2 separate regions of the Bicyclus anynana genome follow, and region 2 is linked to region 1. The links are chromatin contacts, called in public Hi-C maps. All regions are on one chromosome and are shown on one strand. The core of a region is the stretch at or near the end of the contact, and the rest is flanking DNA. Distances in the headings are between cores, read along the strand shown.

Evidence for each region. Hi-C and Micro-C count contacts between places; a contact is called where the count stands out from the background.
Region 2: a contact with region 1 is called in a Hi-C map of whole larva, with 5 times the contacts expected there. The contact joins two enhancer-like sites. A contact is called at or near these places in 2 of 2 Hi-C or Micro-C datasets (whole body and whole larva).

What each region holds. Positions count from the first base shown.
Region 1 is chr12:7,082,916-7,089,674 of ilBicAnyn1.1, forward strand. LOC112042839 reads right to left here. Exons shown (of 6, transcript XM_024078008.2): 5 at 1,884-2,046; 6 at 1-739. The coding sequence ends at 575. Among protein-coding and RNA genes, the nearest start is that of LOC112047940, 56 kb to the left of the region's middle. Within about 2 kb of position 2,461, at least 8 of the 8 cell types and tissues checked have open chromatin away from gene starts, as enhancers often do.
Region 2 is chr12:7,179,972-7,186,482 of ilBicAnyn1.1, forward strand. It overlaps LOC112042839, which reads right to left. Exons shown (of 6, transcript XM_024078008.2): 2 at 2,368-2,421. Among protein-coding and RNA genes, the nearest start is that of LOC112042839, 120 kb to the right of the region's middle. Within about 2 kb of position 2,125, at least 8 of the 8 cell types and tissues checked have open chromatin away from gene starts, as enhancers often do.

The DNA.
Region 1 (6,759 bases), core at 1,211-3,710:
GTCGATAGGATAGCTTACATAAGTATAGCTTCATGATACTATTTGATCGATGTACCTACATCTAAAGATACGATCATCGTCTACAATAAGTTAATGAACTACAAAATGCCCTAATCATTTAAAATTACATAGTTACAAGGCATCAGCTTCTATCATAATTATTGGATTTTCGTCACTAGTATGCGCGACCGCATTTTCCTAATTCCATTCGTAACTTTAAATTAATAATTAAACTAATTCATTTGACTATCACTCAACATTCAAATATCAATAACGGAACAGCAATCAAACTTCAGTGTTCTAATACTTATTAATACATCTAGGCTTAAAATCACAAAGTATTGAATGAAAGTTTAAATATTGGTCATAAAAGTTAATTGGTCGAAAGATATGCTGAAAGATATAGACGACATAATGTACATAGATGCTTTTTGATATTCGAATACAGATATGGTTTTTAAAAATAAGATATGATTTTTAAATTACAACCGTGAATCTCTCGGTTTAAGTCTATATTAACTAAGCAAAGAAGATTCCTGCTTCTCATGCCGTTATCGTCGTAAACAGAAGGTGGTTAGTACACATATATTTGCTTGAGTTGAGGTTTGAGCTCAGGCGGGATTGTGTACACTTCTTGCTCTGGCTTCTTATTGACGAGTCGCTTCCAACGACCGCCAATGTTCTTTCGTAAGCTGCGAAAGCTCGCTCGCTCATTGCCTAGGGGCTGCAACATATTGTCCTGTAAACAATAAAAATTAACAGTTAGTTGATTTCGTTCTTGTAAAGACAGTTTTTGGAACATCTTTATAAGCCACCTAAATGCATTGTACGTTCTTTGAAAATGCCATTCACACCTATTGAAATAAGACCCGTAAAAAAATTCCGTTATCGTCCTCAATGCTGGTTGTATTCAAAATAAGTGCATTTGCACTGCTTCGTAACTGACTTCCAGTTACACAATGCTCTTAAGTTATTTTAAGCCTCGGTTGCTATCCAAACGTTGAAAGAAGGTCGTTCGTCGAACGTTAAATATTATTACTAACAACGACGCGGGAACTTTTGTAACTGTCGTTTCTCTTAACGTACTCGCTTGGCATTATAATATTATCTTTTGTTTAATATTTCTATAGAGGTTCTAAGGAGGCAACAATGACAACGGGCCCTGTAGCTATACCAGAAGCAACAACGCTACCTACTGTCTACAAAAGTCTAGGAAGACATTATGTATTGAGCATTGAAGCTACAAATATAAGACGAGCCTTGAATTCAAAGGCAGTAGGCACATTAGCATTCTTTACTTCCTGGTACAGTCACGATATAGGTGGCCATACTCATACTCAAACGTTTAATAAACATAGGTTAAACACGTGCAATGAATTGTTTACGTAAACCTCTGGAAGCATTAACTAGACCGTGATATTAAGGTTAAAACATTTACGAGACTGCAATTTTAAGAGCTCAACACTGCATTAGCCTCCTTTGTTCGTTTAAGAAAGAAGGTCGAACGGTTACAACATGTTCGCCTTGCACAGCTTTCTACTCAGTGAGCGTGTTCCGACATTTAAATTTATTTTGCGCTTAGATATCGTCACTTAAGCCAACTCTCTCCAATGTGGAGGGGACTGCACTTTAAGCGTCGCGTTTCTTTTCATAATGCTCACTTTCCTTAATACCTACTAACAATGTTTTGGCTACAGAACGAATTAATGCCACAATATTGCACATGTTATGAGAATCATATTCAGGTCAAGACTATCAGCTGTGGCGGGATTGTAACGTTTTCTATTAATATGGTACACTACTGCCAACATTTATTATTTTTTTGTAGCGTCTAGACTTGATTTTGAATTTTCTTAATTTAGTTCATAATGGACTGTACGAACCTGATCGTGAGAATAGACGTAAGGCGGGGGCAGCGGCGGTGGGAACTGCCACAAGGGCTGCTGACGGAAGGCAAGAGGCTCGGGCGGTGGCTGCGGCGCTGCCTGGAGCACTGCCTCGGCCGGGTGCACCGAAGCCGAGTGCTCCTCGCGCTTGCGCAGCTTGCTGTGGACGATGCGAATCGCCATCATAGTGCCGTTGTTTCCGACCATGGTTGTAAAGGGTCCTTCGACGCAAGAACAACTAAACACACTGGGTTGGATCACAGGTAAATAGTTCCAGTCGGGCAGTCACAACATATCCAATTCACAATTTCACTCACAGCCGTATTGCGGTCTAAACGCGTATAACTAATAACTAATTAAAATAAATTATCACAATTATTTTGTAAGTAGAGCTATTGCACATATCACTGCTCGTATAGGAACGCGCGGTAGACCGCGTTATGCGAGCTTCAGCTGCGCCAGCGGGTGACTAGAATGTTATCGTGAAGATTGGCCGGCAGGTGCCTAGCAAAGCGCTCGCTCGTGCCAAACGACCTCTACGGAGTACTCCATGCGTCTGAGTTGAAGTGGAGGGGCGCGGATGGCTTTTATATGCTCGCGTCTGACGCGGCGCTAGTGCGGCGGGGGGTGGGAGGAGAGGGGCCGACGATGTGGTCGTTTTCCATGAAAAACTACAATGATTGCGATACCATTGCCGCTCTCATGTCGAATCGTCACGATAATGACGCACCAAACGGACTAACCGGCTTGGTATATCCCTGCTGCCCGAGCTATAAATTTAATTCTGACGTTTTTCTTATACCCAGATTTCCAAATCTAGTTTAATGACGACTGTGAGTGAAATCGGAACGTTAACACCAATATCCAGTATCTGTATTATTCTTGCGTTGAAGGTTTATCTTATAAACTAGATAGATAGTTACCAAACATGACATAAATACTAGATAAACACGTTGATATTAGAAATAAGTGCATTGGTATAGTACTAGATAAAACAAAAGTATCGATCAAAAAATTATTGCACTTTATCTACGCAAGAGATTAGAGCTTCCTAGAAAATGTAGCCATTATGTAGCCATAAGTAAACAGTGAACACGCCTCCTATACTGGCATAGTTTTTGCAGCAACTGATAACAGACCCGTATTGATTCCACTGATAGTAACAAATCTGAGGGAGACATTTCACCATCAGCCGAGTTCAAAGTCCATAAAATACAAACGCAAAGCCGCGTATACATTTAACACAGCTGGTTCTATGGATAAAGTAAACGCAATAGTCACAAATATTGCATCTCTTTCTATCGAGCTCGTAAGCATGGGGTATAAACAAGGAGGTGTGTGTTTAATGCTTTCTACTTAAAAAGGTAAAGTAGGGCTACAGGGTAAGGGAGACCGGGAAGGTGCATTGCCCTTAGTCCGTTCCTAACACAAGTATGCCTTCGGGGCTTTGACTCGAATGTGGGATAAAAAACACAGGTAGTTTAGCCATTATAAGATGTTACCCTTGAGAACCGTCTAGAGGATACCGTCAATGTCGGCAGATATTCAACAGAAACCTCTTTATTTCGCGAAAGTAATAAATCGATATTATCGATATTCCTAATAACTGTAAAGTTGCAATATTTGTGATTTTTAATAGTTAAACTAACTAATAGTAATAATGTTATGCTATTTTCCTCTAAACTGACTGTACTAAATGAAACTGTTAGAATGTTGTGCATGTTACTGGCATGTAATTTAAAAGACATTAACTCCACAATGTTAAATTAAGTATAGAATCAGTAATAACAAAAACTAAACCTGATCAAGTTGTAGACATCTTCTAAAAATTTCTTGTTCATTATTAATCTGCCTGTCTAGATGTGAGATACCTAATTTTGAAAAACCAATTATTAGGATCGATTATAAAGGGATTTGAATATAAAGCGACTGCCTTTCACATGGGTAGCTTAATTAATCAGATATCTAACTTTGAATCTTATATATCGCACACAGTAGAAACTAAAGTAGAAATATACTTTGATCTACGTAATTGAAGTCATGGGCGATATCAATATTACATTAGGCGTCTGACGCAAAGTTCACACGTGCGAAGCCAATTACTTATACCAGTTCTTTTATACTTTTGTAAAGATTTCGAATGACTTATTCAGAATTAAATGATTCATTAAATTTTAATGTGTATTCGAATTTTAAATTAAATCTATTAAAATTAATTTACCAAGCTCCAGCGGTTTGTATAACAAGCAATGTGTAAAATGACTATTGTTTTAAGATTTCGTGAGAAAACTTTTTGCTCACCTTTGCATGTGATTTCCAAAAAAAATAGGTAAAACTAGTTTGTAATACAAAGCAGGGTTTTGAAATAATAAATCATTTAAACGATCCTACGTCAACGCATCTCAGCGATTTATATTCGTCAATGACGGGATTTTTAATGTTCCAGAATAAAAAGAAGAATCATATCTTTTTTATTCTACTTAAGAGGGACTATCTCTGTTGAAAGAGTCTAAAAATAATAACAAACCACCACATAACGGTTAAACCTATAATTTGATAAACTGAAACAGAGCGATAGAAAAAAATATAACGACAGTGCTTCATCTGTTTTAAAAACCTACTCAAGTATATGGTATACAAATAATTATAGAATTAATGTACATATTAAATGATGCTCAATAATTAAGAAGATATAACATTAAGACTGCCTTTGACAATGCAGGTAGTATGGTAATGCATGGTAGGTACTGTACTTAGGAGAGAGAGTCGTGATAGCCCAGTGGATATGACCTCTGCCTCCGATTTCGGAGGGTGTGGGTTCGAATCCGGTCCGGGGCATGCACCTCCAACTTGTCAGTTGTTGTGCATTTTAAGAAATTAAATATCACGTGTCTTAATCGGTGAAGGAAAACATCGTGAGGAAACCTGCATACCAGAGAATTATCTTAATTCTCTGCGTGTGTGAAGTCTGCCAATCCGCATTGGGCCAGCGTGGTGGACTATTGGCCTTACCCCTCTCATTCTGAGAGGAGACTCGAGCTCAGCAGTGAGCCGAATATGGGTTGATGACGACGACTTAGGTACTTATAATATGAAAAACGCCTGAAGTAATATAAAAATTAAAAACTTTCTGATTATTATTTATTAGTTTCAAGTCAAGCATTGACGTCAAAATAAAAAAAGTTAAATATGATGACAATAGGGAGAATTTGATAAATAGTGTAATGGATGTGCAATGATTACGATCAATCGTCATTTAATAGAACATGATATTAGTCGATAACTTGAATGATCAATTTAATACTCTTTTTGATATAATCGATTAACAATCGAGTGAAACCTATAGAATAGTGTTTTGAACAACTACAGTTTTGGTTGTGTTGAAAAAAAAAACAGGAGTACCACTAACAGCGGAAACAAATAACGGTTTTTATAAAATGCCATATACGAGATACTTTGCCTTTGCTTTTTGTTTAAAAATAGTATAGTTTCTAAATTGGCTCAATTTTTCTTGCTTTGCTTTTTTGCTAACATTTTTTTCATCCCACTTTGTAAATGTATTGTCACTTAGCATCAGTTGTTGCAACATGTCGTCGGAAAAAATACTTGATACTTGAACATCTGTTAAAAAGAGTTGTTGTTTAGCAGTTGTTGAAGCAGTTTTTACACTTTACAATTGCATCATTATAAATCCATTAGGCATGTGCCCAATTTAATAGCTATTCCAATTTTTGCATCTCAACATAATTACAAACTATTTTGGCGAAAATGACAATGACTTATTTATTGAGTTAAATACTCATTATAAGAAAAAGATTTATTAACACCATTTAAGTACTTGCACAATTGAATAATGTTAATATGTCAGAATTTGTGTTTTTTGTGACTGAAATACAAAATTTATTTTTAAAATGTAGAAAATGACTTTCTCGGTAAAACGATAGGTAATGTATTTTGATTTGAAATTGAATAAATTAATTAACATTACAATGTAAAACACACATTATTTAATAGTTTATTTCATTTCAAAATCGAAAATTGAGTCAAGTACACTAAAATACTATTTAAATTCAAAAAAGTCTACTTTATATTTATACTTAGAGAGATTGTGAAAACATCGATATTCATAAATCGTACGCTGCATAAAATGTCGTGCTTTTTTTCTTTATGATGGGTTTTTTTTTTGATGATTTTAATTAATTTTGAATATCATAGAAAAAAATGGTAGAATTTTACACTATTTAACAAGCGGCATCTACTAAATACATACATATAAGTGTGTGTAATAGGTTCCGTTTGTTCATACACTGGTATCTTTTATCTCTGGTATTTCTCTGGTCTGGATGGGTGTGTTTACAGAGCAGTCATGGCTGTGTTTACGAACGTGTCGGCAGCGGTTATATAAACGGTCGAGGCAAAGCAATCAACTGATACAAGGAGAGCCTGTGGTCGCCAGACCTACTTTATCGCATATACTTATTAAAAGCATTTACTGATAAAATTTCTTATTCCTGATAGTGTAAGTGCTGTAGGCTCCTTCATGGGACCTCAGCGGTGTTACTGAGGGGAGCGCAGAAGCACAGCCTGGTGGGGCCCGAAGCCAGAAGCAGAGTAGAATGGCGGGACGACTCTCTAAGGGCCTTTCCTCTGAGACTCAGACCTGGCTTAGAGGGCCGTTCGGGAATAGCGTTTTGATCTGAGTGTATCAGTTCAGGCGCCCCCGAGATCGTGAGTTTCCCACGTCTGGGTGAAGTCAGATATCGGGGACCTCGTCTTTGCCTCGTGTAGATTGTGTTTGTGTTGCCTGGGAAGCATTGTCGTTCGTTATGTCATCGTCAGGATCGTAAAGGACGTTTTTTGGGCGTCTAGATCT
Region 2 (6,511 bases), core at 875-3,374, 97 kb after region 1:
GGTCGAACTCATTATCGAGGGGTCGTGGTTCGATCCCCGCCCGTTAAATGTCCACCACGCTGGCCCAATGCGGATTGGCAGACTCACGCACGCAGAGAATTAAGAAAATTCTCTGGTATGCAGGTTTCCTCATGATGTTTTTCCTTCACCATTTGAGACACGTGATATTTAATTTGTTAAAATGCACATAACTGAAAGTTGGTGGTGCATGTCCCAGACCGGATTCGAACCCACACCCTCCGGAAACGGAGGCAGAGCTCATATCAACTGGGCTATAATGGCTCTGTGCATCATAGTGCATACTTTAGTTAAAAACTCTGTGCACGTCTCTGGTAAGTACGGTACGGTACGTACGATAAACCAATTATGGTGGCTTTGTATTTAGAGCCTTAGAGAACTTATAGTTAAATCATCATTTCGTTCGTCCATCACCGAGAGGTCATGGTTCGATCCCCGTCCGCTGGACATAAACTAAAAGATGCAAATGCTAAGATAAGATTGCCAACCATTCTACCAGATAGGTAGCTGTACTATCTAATAGTAAAAAGTAGAAGAAGAAATACTTTATTGCACACAAAAATACAATTATAAATTAAAAAGATAAATTAAACTTAGCATGCATAGGCGGCCTTATTACTAAAAGTAATCTCTACCAGGCAACCCCTGACGAGAAAACTTGTTGCCAGGTAGCTGTACTATCTAATAGTAAAAAGTTGCCAGCTTTAGGAAACAAAACAAATACACGTACTCGTAGATGAGTAGGTCCTACACCACAGAAAACATAATATGTACAAGTACCTATACCACAGAAAACATATTATGTACAAGTACCTATACCACAGAAAACATAATATGTACAAGTACCTATACCAAGTACCTACTTGTACATATGTTTTCTGTTTTTTTAATAGGTATTAGGTACCCATTATTATCAATCTACATTTATATTGTTTTATTTATTTATTTATTTGGTCCAGAAAATACAAACACAAGCACACACTCTGTACACTCTTTGAGTAGACACGGCATGCTTAGGTATTTCCGTAATATTAAAATCTGTTTACAGTTTACACTTAACCAAAATAAAATCATTTTACAACTACGAGAACCTACTATTTGAGTGTTTATATAATAATTTTTATAAGGATAGACGTATAATTGTTAAGGAAACGCCATGAGAGTAAATTGCAGGTATTATAGTTAGGTATTTACTTGTTTACACCTGACACGTTTTAATGCACATTTTTACAGTCTAGATTGCAAAAAAATATCGAAATAAATTTTAATTAAAAAGCCTTGCGTGGGTAGGTAGGCATAGGGCGACAACCTTATCGTTTTGTTTATTTTGCAGTATTTTCTTTTAATAAGACGGCCTCCGAGGCGCAGTGGTATGCGCTATGGACTTACAAGACGGAGGTCCTGGGTTTAATCCCCGGCTGGGCTGCGTTCTGGCTGATGGGAGGCTTCGGCCGTGGCTAGTTACCACCCTACCGGCAAAGATGTACCGTCAAGCGATCTAGCGTGCATTTTCATCCTCCTTAACAGGTTAGGCCGCTTTCATCTTAGATTGCATCATCACTTACCATCAGGTGAAATTGTAGCCAAGGGAAAAAATAATAAAAGTAAAAAATAAAAATAACAAAAAATCTTTCTACATCGCTCTGGGATCTTACTCAATATTATCCGTTATGATGACGAACCACCATAGAAATCGAATTGCAAATTTAGGACGTCATTAATTAACAGCATCTGATTTATGTACGATTGCACACCTGAATACGTACTCAGCTCAGGTTACGTGATAATTATACCTATAAACGTAAGGACTTACGTAGGTACACCATTATACCTATATTCAAAATTGTAACGGAATAAGCTTGGATCAATCGACGGCAGTGTTAAGGCAGCCAGATACCTCGAAAGTTGAACCCTTGTATTGGATTAAAATCATAAATAAATACTTTCAAACTTTTTACATCCATGAATGATCAAAGAGAAAAAAGCTGTTAATGTTATACTTTTGGAAAAATACCTATTAGCGCCATCTATGAACTAGTATTTAAGATATAACTATATAAAATAGCGACACCTAGTATTCATTCCATAAACGACGACGAACGAGGAAAAGGTGAGTTATTGTGGCGCTGAATCCTTTATAACGTAGTTTACTGTGTTTTGCACAGATGGCGTTGATAACGTAGTTCATCAGGTGTCAAATAGATGGCGCTTTATATTGTTGTATTATTGTTAGTATTTAATACTAGATGGCGCTTATTTTAGTACTTATTTTATTTTTAGCATAGTTTTTAGCAATAAAACTAGAAAAGATTATTTAATTACAGTTTTAAATAAATACTTATTGCTTACCAGTATCGTTGAGTAAACCGTGAATATCTGTCGTCGACCCATCGGCCGACATTGCTGTAACAAAGAAAATATTTATTTTTTAATGGTGTAAGTGTGTATGGAAAACTGGTTTACGTATTTTAAATTGTAACTGTAAGGTTTAATTTTACCTCTCTAAGTATCATAATCTTTATTTATAATAGTAACCTACAATGTCAAAAGCCACGTTATTTATGAGTATCATAGGCTATATATTTTATCCCCGTATTTTCACGGGAACGCGGTCTACAAGGGCAAAACCGTAAGGCCTATGCACAAAATATAACAATCAGACGCTGTCTATTTTTATAAAAAAAACACCATCCTTTCCGTTGCTGGGTTTTTAAATACATAATCATAATATAATAAGGAATTCAAAATACGGGTCTTATTTATGCCTTAAGGTATTTCTTTCCACTTTACACAAAAAATCTAATTAATTTTTTCATGCAATAACATTAAACAATGTCAGAATGATGATTTTAAAAGAGAAACTCCATAGAAACTGCCTTCCTATTTGGTGGTAGTCTTTACAAATTGTCTAACTTAGTGTTTCAAAAGACTTTCTACTTGAAAAAAAAAAAATCATTTCCTTTTCAGCTTTAACCAGATTACAATCGCCATGTGGATCCACATCTGCAGGGTTATTATGTAACTCGGTGTACCATTCTAGTAATCAGTCACTACATAGTTTTTCATCATATTTTCGTATAAGCAATAATCTAACATCGTATTTTCAACTAAACGACATAAGTATCTTCATTTTACGTAAAGTGACAGTATTATTTAAGTGGCAGTAGCAATTAGTAAGATTATTTCAACGAAAAACTGTTATTTACGTATTTTCGTTGAAATAACCATGTTAGATAATCGTTAAAACAAAAACATCGCTGCCATTTGATGTAAAATGACGTAGTCAAAATAATTTCGTTGAAATAACTGTGTTAGATTATAACAATTACGAAAATACGATGAAAAACGATGTACCTATTGACTTATTAGTTGAATGGTACCTACACTGAGTTACATAATTACCCTACAACTATTAATAAAAGTTTATTACTGGCAAATCATTTATTTTCATGGTGTAAGGAATTGTAAGCCCCTCAAGCGTGACCTGCCCATCATCTTGCATGTTACGGTCAGTTTAACTTTGGGTAGGTATAAATAAATGAATACCTACTTAAGGTGGATAGTTATGGGAAAAGATTACTAGGTATGACCAGTATCTACTTGTAAGAAAATGGTTTTGTCATCTTAAGTAACTTTGCTCGTTTATTTCGTTACTAGTAAAACTTCGCAGTTCTGCGGGATTTGTAAAAAACAGAATTTAACGCAAATGGAGACGCGGGCCTTCGCAAGTGTTTCATGAGAATGTGTCGGCACTTATGCAGGTTGATAAAGTTCTATAGTTTCTAGATTCAATAATAACGCGTGATTCTGTTTATTCATTATGTAATGGTCAATTCCGTCATGACCGCGGATGAAGGCCGAGCCAGCGGAGCGTGACAACTGGTGACACGGCATCTGTCAGCCAATGAGGCTGTAGACCGGTTCATCTGATCTATTGCTGACAAATAAGATAAGAATACTTTAGTCGATTAATGAGGAACCTCAAAATGCTTTTTATTAGGGTGGCCGCTCATTGACATTTTTTTGTTGGCCGATAGTTGGACGACTTTTTAATGGTGCGTGATTTAGTTGGCGGGCTGTCATACATCGATATACCTGTTCTATAATCGGCCGACTAAGTCGGCCAACTAAAAGTTGTAAGTGAGCGGGGGCTCCTAATGATTGGACGGAGGAGATCATTCATCATCATTAAGAAGCCATATTCGGCTTCGAGCACGAGTCTCCTTTCAGAATGAGAGAGTTTAGGCTAAGAATCCACTATAGGCTGGCTTCAGACTTCACATACGTAGACTACGAAGAGAATTAAGAAAATTCTCAGATGTACCTACAAAGCTTGTTAAATATGGCGAAGTACCGAACACGATTACTTACTGAAGAAAACTTTCCTCACAATGTTTTTCCATCGCCGTTAGAGAGACACGTGATATTTTAATTTGATAATTCCGCATTGGGCCAGCGTGGTGGACTCTTAGCCTAACTAGGAACCTCTCTTATTCTGAGTGGAGACTCGTGCTCAGCAGTAAACCGAATATGAGTTGTTAACGATGATTGTGATGGTTATAATTCAATAAAAAATATAATTTATTTTAAAAACATCTATTTTTCTGATATTCTGCTATTATTACAACGAAGTGATACTAGTAGCAAGACCTGCCCCCTAACCAAGTGGCACGTCGATTCTCTTTCTACGATCGCTAACGCTTCGAAAACTAGAAAAACGTATGGGAATGACATTTGCTATCGACAGGTCATATGATCAAGATCTGCATTCCCATACATTTTTCTAGTTACAAAACGGAAGTCCTGGGTTCGATCCCCGGCTGGGCAGATTGAAATTTTCTTAATTTGTCCAGGTCTGGCTGGTGGGAGGCTTCGGCCGTGGCTAGTTACCACCCTACCGGCAAAGACGTACCGCCAAGCGATTTAGCGTTCCGGTACGATGCCGTGTAGAAACAGAAAGGGGTGTGGATTTTCATCCGCCTCCTAACAAGTTAGCCCGTTTCCATCTTAGACTGCATCATCACTTACCATCAGGTGAGATTGTGGTCATGGGCTAACTTGTAAAGAATAAAAAAACAAAATAAAAAAAAAAACATTTTTCTAGTTTTCGAAGCGTTTGCGATCATAGAAAGAGAATCGACATGCCACTTGGCTACAGGGGCTGGAACATTAATATATTCAAGAAATAGGTATTTTATTTTAACATTGTCGCATAATAATATTGTGTAATACGTATGTAGGTGCACACACGTATTTGATTGCAAAATCCGCTTAAATAACACCTATAGAGAACGTACCTAATTTTTATTGGCTATCACCGAAAAGGTCACAGGTTTTGTGTCCGGTGTAAAAGTTAGAGGCGAATGTATCGGTGATGAGAGAAGTGGGTCAATATTTGCATTTGTGTTTTCATCGTAACCACATCTTTAGTGTTAATGTAGAAATGTCATAGATACGCTGAGAGAGCTTTAATGGCGGAATTTCAATGTTCGTGGACGGATATTCTTTCGTAATGTCTATGTTATCTTAATGTTATTACTAATTAGCGGCCCGCTCCGATTGCCTCGAGTTAAATTGCATAAAAGACTAGCTGACGACCTGCAGTTTCATCCGCATTGGAATACGGGGATAAATAAAGCCTCTGACACTTACAAATAACGTGGTTTTTTAGTGGTAAAAGAATTTTCAAAATTGGTTCGGATCCAAAAATTACATCCTCACAATTTTTACCTCTTTTAATATAGGATAAATAAATATATATCATATATTAAAAGAGGAATAGTTATCCTATATATAAATATATATTTTGATCTTAAATGACATAGGATAGGATATATAAATAATTTATTATAGGATATATAAATATATATCCTATCCTATGTCATAAAAGAACAGAATTACCTGCTAGTGTCAAAATTTTGTCAAAAGAACACTCAGTGTTGTTATATATACATTGTGAAGTTTAATCAAATGTAAAATTCAAATTTAATTAATTTTTGTCAAGTAGGTTTTACAAGCACTATTAAACGTCAAGTTTATCTATTTGTAGCGACTCTACCACCGATTCGCACATTTTACTGAGACAACCCATAAGAAGTTCTAACTATCTACTAATTCAATTTATTATTGCATTTTTTATTCTTCGTAAGTGAAGATGAAAGCTGATACAATTGCGTCCAGGCATCTTATATCCATGTCATGTTTATGTATTCCACTTTACAATTACGAAATAACATTTCATGTTTATGTGTGAGCTTATTATAACGTTCTTGTTAACCTTGCTCTTAATACTTGCATCATGACATATTCTATACTTACTCGTGAACTTGGGTACGTCTTTACTCGTAGAGGATAAGAGAAATAATAATATTTATTCAAAAATACAATGCAAACCAGAGCTTTTTATAATTTTAACATCGGACATTGCAAAATTATGAAAAAAGTTAAATGAGAGGAAGCAATGTTATTTGTTGCAAATTAAATACTTAAATTA